Regions from separate parts of the Zea mays genome. Here regions 1 and 2 are each linked to region 3. The links are chromatin contacts, called in public Hi-C maps. All regions are on one chromosome and are shown on one strand. Each heading gives the region's core, a stretch centred on a gene start, on an enhancer-like site or on the middle of the called end of the contact. The rest is flanking DNA. Distances are from core to core; before and after follow the strand shown. Region 1 holds the start of LOC100285248. Region 2 holds the start of LOC100285382. Region 3 has its middle 5.9 kb from the start of LOC103639529.

What was found. A called contact is a pair of places that touch in the nucleus more often than the background predicts.
Region 1: a Hi-C map of ear shows a contact between it and region 3, with 2.7 times the contacts expected there. The contact joins the promoter of LOC100285248 here to the enhancer-like site in region 3. A contact is called at or near these places in 3 of 25 Hi-C or Micro-C datasets (ear, leaf and tassel).
Region 2: a contact with region 3 is called in a Hi-C map of tassel, with 4 times the contacts expected there. The contact joins the promoter of LOC100285382 here to the enhancer-like site in region 3. A contact is called at or near these places in 3 of 25 Hi-C or Micro-C datasets (ear, leaf and tassel).

The regions. Positions count from the first base shown.
Region 1 is chr1:152,859,776-152,862,715 of Zm-B73-REFERENCE-NAM-5.0, reverse strand. It overlaps LOC100285248, which reads left to right and starts at 1,486. Exons shown (of 5, transcript NM_001158142.2): 1 at 1,486-1,838. The coding sequence starts at 1,626.
Region 2 is chr1:153,051,192-153,054,267 of Zm-B73-REFERENCE-NAM-5.0, reverse strand. It overlaps LOC100285382, which reads right to left and starts at 1,449. Exons shown (of 12, transcript NM_001158275.1): 1 at 1,053-1,449; 2 at 763-845; 3 at 478-670; 4 at 222-360. The coding sequence starts at 1,156.
Region 3 is chr1:152,579,299-152,582,012 of Zm-B73-REFERENCE-NAM-5.0, reverse strand. No RefSeq gene overlaps it. Among protein-coding and RNA genes, the nearest start is that of LOC103639529, 5.9 kb to the right of the region's middle. Within about 2 kb of position 1,387, at least 16 of the 20 cell types and tissues checked have an H3K27ac peak or open chromatin away from gene starts, as enhancers often do. A contact at or near this core is called in ear, leaf and tassel, where this site is marked.

The sequences.
Region 1 (2,940 bases), core at 237-2,736, 280 kb before region 3:
GATTCCAGTGATATAAAATAAAGGTATCCAAACTATCTTTTTTTGGTTGTGGTGTCTAGAATTATGTTTATCGTGAGCAGTACACATCTAAGGGCTAGTTTGAGAGTCACAAAACCGGAGGGGGTTGAAGGGGCTAAAAAACTAGCCGTAATAGGAGACAACTTACCTTAGTTTTTTTCACGGGTAATAATTGAGCCAAACCAACTCTAAAATTTTATAACTAGAGAATCAGCAAGTTAAAGACATTTATTTTAGAGTAAAGTACATTATCGGTTCCTAAATTTATAGTGATGTATCATTCCGGTCCTTAAACTATCAAAGTATATATCTAAATTCTAACCTTATGAAGTTGTATCATTCCGGTCTCTAAACTCTTAACATGCACATTTCGCTCCGTGCATTTGAGTCTCTAAATTTGTTTTTGGTGTCATCAATGGTCCAAATTATCTGAACATGTATGACATCAAAAAAAATTATAGACCCAGATGATACGACCTTAGAAGTATATGGACTAGAATGTGTATGTTGAGAGTTTAGAAAACGAGATGATACAACTTTATAAGTTTAGAAATCTAGATATACACTTTAAAAGTTTAGGTACCGAAATAATACAATGCTATAAGCTATATAAGTTTAATGACCGATAAGAGCATCTCCAAGAGTCTCTTTATTTTTTATTCTCTATTTGACTTTTTATTTGTCTTTTCATAAAGATTAAAATCTATCATTCGAACGGATTCTCTAACATACAAGTTAGCTTGACTAGCCAGAGTTGCTAGCTAAATTTGACTAGTGAGAAAGCTAATTTAGTGAGCCAGATAGGTCTACAAGTTAAATGACTAGTCTGTTGAAGACCTATTTTACTATTAAATAGCTAAAATTTAGCTTGACAAACTATTTAGCTATATCTTAGAGATGCTCGAACGTAATTTACTCTCTATTTACTTTAGCAACTCTTGCTGGTTTGTAGGCGGTCTTTTGCAACCTGGCCAAGCTTTAGGCCATGTTTGGTTTCTTTAGTCTAGGGACTAAAGTTTAGTTAGAGGACTAAAGTTTAGTCCCTAACATATTTAGTTCTAAGAGCTAAAAATAGTAAAAATATACTAAATGACTCATAAGAAGACTAAAATGGCATTTAATATTCTCCTGCTATTAGTACACTTGAACTAAATGAGGGGTAAATGTGAAATTAATATGGTTTAGTCTCTTTTAGCACATATGTGAAGGACTAAAGACTAAATCATTTTAGTCCATATTTTAGTCCTAGTGTTTAACAAAAAAAGAGACTAAATGGGACTAAAAACTAGAGACTAATCTTTAGTCCCTCTAACCAAACACCCCCTTAACTGTCAAATTTTACATAAATAAACTGCCAAATTCACAATAGAAATACCTCAAATAGAATGTTGTTTTCCTCAAGACATGGTCAGCCACTACCAAACACCTCACGAGGGAAACAAAACCAAAAAACAAAACAAAGCGCCTAAGGTCCCAAGAGTAGAGTTGGATCTCGCCTTCTCCCTGTCGTACCCAACGGCGTTTTCCCCTACATTGTCCTATCATGCTTGCCGGAGGATTCGAGCTACCGCGGCGGCAGCGGTGACGTATCGGTATCGGCGGCAGCGATGGCGGCGGCGGAGTGGGACAGCCGGAGCGTGGCGAGCCCCACCGGGGATTGGCCACCGGCGGCCGCCGCGTCCCCGATAAAGGGGAAGGCGGCACTGCCGGAGTCGGATGGAGGTGCCTCGGCGTCCGGCTCATCGGAGGCCAAGGTCGACGATGGCAACATCCAGGAGGCGGAGTCGTCGCTCCGCGAGGGTCTCTCCCTCAACTACGAGGTCTCGAAATCTCTTCGGCCCTGTAGCTCGTTCTTGGCTTGATCTGGGAATATGAATCCAGTTATTTGTGGCGCGGTTTGGGCAAAATGGTGTGGGAAGATGGAATCTTTTTTTGGGTGAATGCGAGTCCGTACGACGCTCTTTGTTGCACTTTGGGGGAGATCGGGATGTGGCGAAATTTTGCGCTCCAAAACTACACGCTCTCAAAAAATGGTGTTTTTATGTTTGGTTTCTTTCATTTCATCTGGAAGGGGCTACTTCTGGGAGATCGACGAAGCTCTTTTCATGGGTTATGGTGACCATCCTAATGGGAATGTTTTTCAGAACGTCGAGTGGATTGGTCTAGTTGAGCACCATTTTTGGTGTTGCGATCCTGAATTTGTACTGGGAGAGATTGGACTTTCGTGAAGATGCATTCATCTGGTAAATGGTGGGAATAATTATTGCATACAATCAAAATTTCTATTTTTTGTGGAGAGTTCCAATATTAAAAACAAAGTAATATATAAGTTGTTGTGTTGTTCATATACATAATTGTCAGAATTCAAGTGAGGATAAGTTTGTAAATGATCTTTCTTTTTGCTAAGTTATGTGGGCAATGGTCTACAACAATAACAACAACAAAGCCTTTTACTCCCAAGCAAGTTAGGGCTACCTAGAATTGAAACCCAACAGAAGCCCATGTGAGCAATGGGCTAATCATTTGAATTATGATTACTGTTTAATTCGAGGGTAATGTTATTGTGTCAATTTGTGGCTCACTGTGTAACTATGAGATCATGATTCAGTCACTGAGTTCTGGCTATGTGGTGCTGTCTTGTGAACTTGGCATTGGGAGATAGCATATGTGTCTGTTGGTTTAGCTGTAGGATTGATTCACCAGTGGCTTGTGATTTTATTTGGTGTTAGAATCTACATGTCATTCTAGAACTAGCAAGGGTGGTGCTGTTTTTGGAGTTCAAATCAGATAGTATTATAGTAAGGTGATTTTTTTGTTGAATTTAGAAATAATTTGCACTATCTACAAATGAGAATTGAACACGGAAAATAATAGCTCTTTGTTTGGTTGGATAGTGGCATGATCTTATGTTGATGTTTCTTG
Region 2 (3,076 bases), core at 200-2,699, 470 kb before region 3:
ATGCCTTTGAGCAACCTACTAGATTCTCCACTAGTTAGTAGCATTCAGATTGACTGGAGTACTACACAATTTCGAGAGGCAAGGCAACTGGAGTTTGGTATAAAGCTCTATGGTCCAGCAGCAGCAGCACGCCTTAAAAAAAGGTTTCTGCATCAGCACAGGGTTTCATTCCAAGCCTGGAAAGCAGCAACGGGTTCAAAAGGCCTGCAGTTATCACCAACCTTGATAGCCTGCTGCATGAAGAGCATAGCAATCAGAAGCCCGAACAGCTCGCCAGCGATGCGGGTGAACCGGTTGATGATGGAGCACGCGCCTAGTATGGCCAGCAAGAAGAGCAGGATAGCAGTCCACACACAAACCCTGCACGCAAACATGACAACAACAACAAGAAGAAAAGGAACCAATTCAAACAATGCCATCATTGTACCAAACCAATCTTCAATGAATTTCTCAGTCAGCCCAGCACAGATGACCTACCAACCGGTCCAGGCCAGGAACAGATTCCGTCCGAGGTCGGGCCTGTCCTTGGCAAAGTTGAACATGAATGTGTACATGAGTACCGTCGGTTCGGCAACTCCCAGGATCAGCAGGGGCTGCCCTCCTACAATGGAGTGGATTATGCCGCACAGGGCAGTGGACGCCAACGTCTGCACTGCTGTGAGGACTCCATCTGCACAAGTACAAATAAGCTCCTCTCCTCACGCACTGCACCGAAACTAACACCACCGAGTACTTAAATTTGAACCCACCCCCTCCATTTACCAGTGTTCCTCTCCAATTGCTCCCCGAACGATATCACCGGTATCGCGGACGCGAAGAATATGTAAGTGGTAGGCGCCAGGATCCTGAAACACCCCAAAAACCACTCCTTTTCAAGATCTTGCGCGAGGCAAGAACAAACTTCAGAACAACAACAAACAAAAGGACTAGGACTAACTACCTCCGCCGCAGTCAGTTTCGAGATTTTGGCACCATGGTGATACCGAATTCCTAATCCTAGACAGCACAATGCAAGATTACGAGGAAAGATTGGAGTATCCTTCAGTTCATACCTGATACCGGCACGGAACCCTCCGGTCCAGTCCTGCTTGTAGCAGGCGAGCCTCCCGTGGAGGTCGTCCTTGATGCCCCGCAAGGGCACGAAGCTCTCCTCCATTGCCCGGGCCAAAAGGGCGTCGCTTTTCGCAGACAGGAAGATCTGAAGGTATATTCTGGATGGCCAGTCGGAGTGTCAAGTGAGGGCGTGAGGCCGTGCTTACATCTTGCGGCAGATGGAGCAGGGAGAAGTGCTACCAGTTTGGAACCTCGCAATGCATTTAGCGCGGATCCATGGAGGAAGACGAAGGCCGAGGCTATGAATGGAAGAGGAGCATAGAGAGCAGGGCTGGTTCCCGGAGGGAGAGGAGGGCAAGGGCCAGGCTCAGAGAGAGCAGCAGAGGGAAGAGCTACAGAGCAATGGAGCGGGTTTGAGGGCACATATATAGGCAGTGGCGGAGGAGGGGCACCGCTGCCAATTCACAAAAGAAATCTTGGTACAAAAAAAAAAACGTTTAAAGCAAAAAAGTTACCCTGAAAAATATGCATTGCTCAAGAACTGTCCAGGGGAGGCTTGCTGGATGCTGAGTGAGCTGAGCACACGGAAAGCAAAAAGGCACAAGAGGGGTTCCAGTGTGGTGTGTGACCTGTAGGCTCCTGATCCTGTAACTGCTGCAGCAAGTGTCACAGCTAGTTTATTTACCAGTGTATTGTTCAGTTAAAAAAAGAACAGAAAAAAAACAAGAGGGAAAATACTAAATTTTGGCTCAGTTGCCCTGGGAGGGCAGAGCCATACTGCCAGGTCCAGCTCTAGGTCAGCTGTCTGGGGGAAGAGGATACCAGGAGAAGGACCCAGCAAGCTTCCTCGCGCCGTTTTGCTAATCCCCTCCATGTGCTTGTTTTCTCCTATGTGCTCTGGTCACTGTCTAGAGAATTTCAAATTATTGCTCATAGGTTCATTGGAGGGTGTTCATGAGGATTTAAGGTGAAAAAGGCAGCAACTCTTGGAAGGATGTGCATGTGGTGTTTTCCTTGAACAAAAAGTTTAAGCAACGAAATTGCTTGTGTGTAGCTATAGAGAATAAACGACGCCCTTCAGGAAACACCTATGGATGTCAAACTCCAGCTTTTAGTAGCACGCCATCTTTATCTTTGTGGATTAGTATCTCCAAAGAAGTAATTGTATTGAAATACGACACTTCTTAACTTTCTTAAGCACACAGCAAAAACTTTCTTCAGCAAGAAGCAGGATGCCGGCAGCTCTTACTGGTTACTACTGCAGGCAACAGCCCACATGATCCCAGTACCCAGACTGAAACAAAATAAAAGTGGAAGCTATGCAATACTAGTAAGATTCACCTACTATCTGCTACATGATCAGTCACAGGTCAGTGAGTCAAGTTGCCTCAGTGTGATCTGCACATGCATCATAATCTTTTTTCCCCTATAATAATACAGTAGTTGTTCAGCTAGCTCATATAATAATGTGGACAAGGTGATGAAGCCCCTTGAGCCTGCATCCTGTTCATGTGTCCGTGGAATCTTCCAATAAGAAACCAGGGTGTCCAGGAACCCAAGAAAACTGAACTTTGATTCAGGCTTCAGGTGGGGCTCAAGAGTTGACCTTACCTTTTATCCCAGCATGCGTGACTGACTTGGCGGGAGTATTTAATTAGCAAAAGGCAGTAGTATCTTACTGTTGCTTTGGTCTGGTGTCATGAGAAGAATGTTTGTCTAGTTAACCATGTCAGCTCTGTTTCCCCGACCAAATGAATGTTTCCCGAATTGAATGAAACCTTTGTTCTCCAGTTTAGAAGAACTTAATGCTCTCAAGATAATATGGAAGCATGCATGCATGAACACATGAGCACAAATCCTGCTTGAAAAGAGGCAGGTCATGACAAGCAAATGCGGTGACAGGCTAGGTTGTGCTACAGTGAGGCTCTTGCAGCTGCACTTTCGGTGTGAGCTAGGTACACAAGGAAATTGTCATGCACGCATGGCTAGTTTTAGGGTATCTCCATCAGATCGTCTATCTCAT
Region 3 (2,714 bases), core at 138-2,637:
TCATGTGAAGAGAGCGCTCTAGAGTGTCGTGCGAACTCAAGTTGGTGCAGGATCTCCCTTGCAAATTAATATTATTTTTGTCCTCAATTCTGTAAATCAGATTAAAGTCTCCACCTACCACCCATGGGCCTGCACAAGCCTGACGGACATCATGCAACTCCTGCAAAAACTGAATCTTCAGCACATCCACTTGACGACCATAAACTCCTGTGAACCACCAAGGGGAGCCCCTCATCATGGTCAAACCTCACATAAACTGAGAACCTGTCAACTCGCATACCTAAATTCTTGCAAGATCTTCCCTTCCAAGCAACAAGAACACCACCTCGAGTGCCAATAGCTGGAAGGACTGCAAACTCATCAAAATCAATTCCGAGGGTGGACAGAACCATCCACCTAGTGTATGTTTGGTTTAAGGTCAAAGTAGGATGAGTCGGGGGTGCCACCGTCCTCTCGAATTTTTGGATCACACCGTTCCCAAAAATTAATCCAGTGTTCACCTCGCCTCCACTTAACTCTCAACCAAACACTATAGAAAACGTGGCCGCCTCATTCCATCCATCTTTGTACATTCAATCAAACGCACCACTAGATATCTCTTCTTTCTTAGTCTCTTGGAGACAAACTATGTCAGGCCGCAAGGCAGCCACCAGACTACAAACAGAATCACGACGAGACTTGTTATTAAGACACGTTCCATATCAGAATTTTTGAAAATTCTGCCTTGTGTTGAATCTGAATCTCTTAGCCTAGCATTTCATGTTCCCCTGCCATGCAAAGGCGACGAATGAGCTGAATCTGAATCTGCCTTGTGTTGGATGATGGAGCAGCGGCACCCTTTTTCATCTTCAACCTAATGCTTCGACGCGGCTCAAAGTCTGGTGGCACAACGCCTCCGGCAAGGTACAGGTTGTGGCAGCAGGCCGTCAACAGGTTTTGACAATTTGGCGATGAAGCTAGCGATCGAAGAGCTGGATTCAGGCACTGCAGGACCACATGGGGAAAACATCTCACCAACAGCCCCCTGAACCACGGCCTGTCCATCAACCGCCTTCGAGAGTAGAACAGAGGCAACTACGACGAGCTTTGAGTAGAACCAGCCGTCAGCAACTCAGAATTCGCCGTCAGCAACCCAGAATTCGTCGTCGTCAACGAAGGCAGCGAACTCCCCACTGCAACAAGGGTGCCATCAGAGGCCCCCTTTCTCCTGGCTGCAATCAAGAGGCGACGAAACTAGGCCGCGAGTTGACGCACCATCATCAAAACTGGGCCCAAAATTTGATGTGGGACAAGAGACTTCTGCTTCTGAGGCAGCAGTACCCACCTCTAGGCCAATGGGAGCACCATTTATGGGCTCGACCCCTGACGGAGGCAGATCAACCGGCCCAATGGAAATCTCGTTGTCTACTGGCCCACAGATACCGTTTGAATCTAGGCCCAGGGGAGCATCAATATCAGTCCTGCAGTAATTGTTTGATGATACGCGCGCCAAATCTGTAATTGATGGCGACTCCTCGGGCCTGTTTGGTTTAGCTTTTTTCTGACCAGCTTTTCTGAGAATCTGGCTGTGGGGAGAATCTGGTTGTGTAGAGAATCTAAGTATTACTAGGATTACGTGCGGAGGAAAATAAAGGTGTCCATAAGACTCAGGATCTAGAAAGTAACGGATTCCTACTATTGTAACGACTCAACCGATTATGTGTTTATATTGATTTTGAATGTTTTTTACCCAAACGAATTTTATAGAAGCTGACTGAAAAGCTGAGCGTTTGGCAGTCCGCAGCAGCTTTTGGTGGCCAGAAGCTCCAAAAAGCTAAAACAAACAGGGGCCTCATAGGAGAAGCCGAGACGTTATGGGGTACCAATGCTGCTCCTGCTGCTGGCAACAGTCCCATGGACGAAGTTGATGTTCAAGAATTTGTCCTGATGCTATGGTATGTTGGTTTCAGCTGCCAAAACGGCTATGAGCTTGTCCCTGCACGCAACTGATGCCACCAACCGTGAAAAGGAGCTCATGAAAGCATGCACAGAGACCCTGAGCTGGAGGCTACAATCGTCGGGAATGCCGAGATCACAGCGCGAGCGCCTCGCCTCACTCAACTGAAGAAGGGGAAGAAGCCTGCAAAACAGAATATGTCGATGTACTTACTCCCTCAATGCGCCACCGCTTGTCTCCGTTAAGGCCTTCTTTGGTTATTCTTATCCCCTTAGATTGGATGGGATTAAAAAAATGTATGAAAGATTTTGACTTGTTTAGGATTGAAATCTATTTTCCACAGTGACGAAGTTTTTAGCTCCTCACCAACTAATTTATCATGGCGAAGGAATCTTGTTGGAAACAATCGCGGAACCGGTTATTATCACGTATTGTTAGCATTGCCTTGACCCAAGATCAAGATGAGTTTAGATGGAACCTCAACCCAAATACAGTTCTATGTAAAATCTCATTATCTAGCCTTGATTCAGAATGATGTCCCGAACTTAAACAAAGATTGTGGAAGCTTAAAACTCTACTAAAAATTAAGATCTTTTTTGATATTTACGCCGAGAAATAGTCTTGACAAAGGATAACTTGGCCAAGAGAAATTGGTAGGGCAGTGACATTTATTGCTTTTGTCACAAAGATGAAACAATTCTCTACTACTAATTATGTTGATAGTGTAGGCGTCCAACACATGCATGGTGCACGTTCTGCCAAACCCGCATACGCCGCG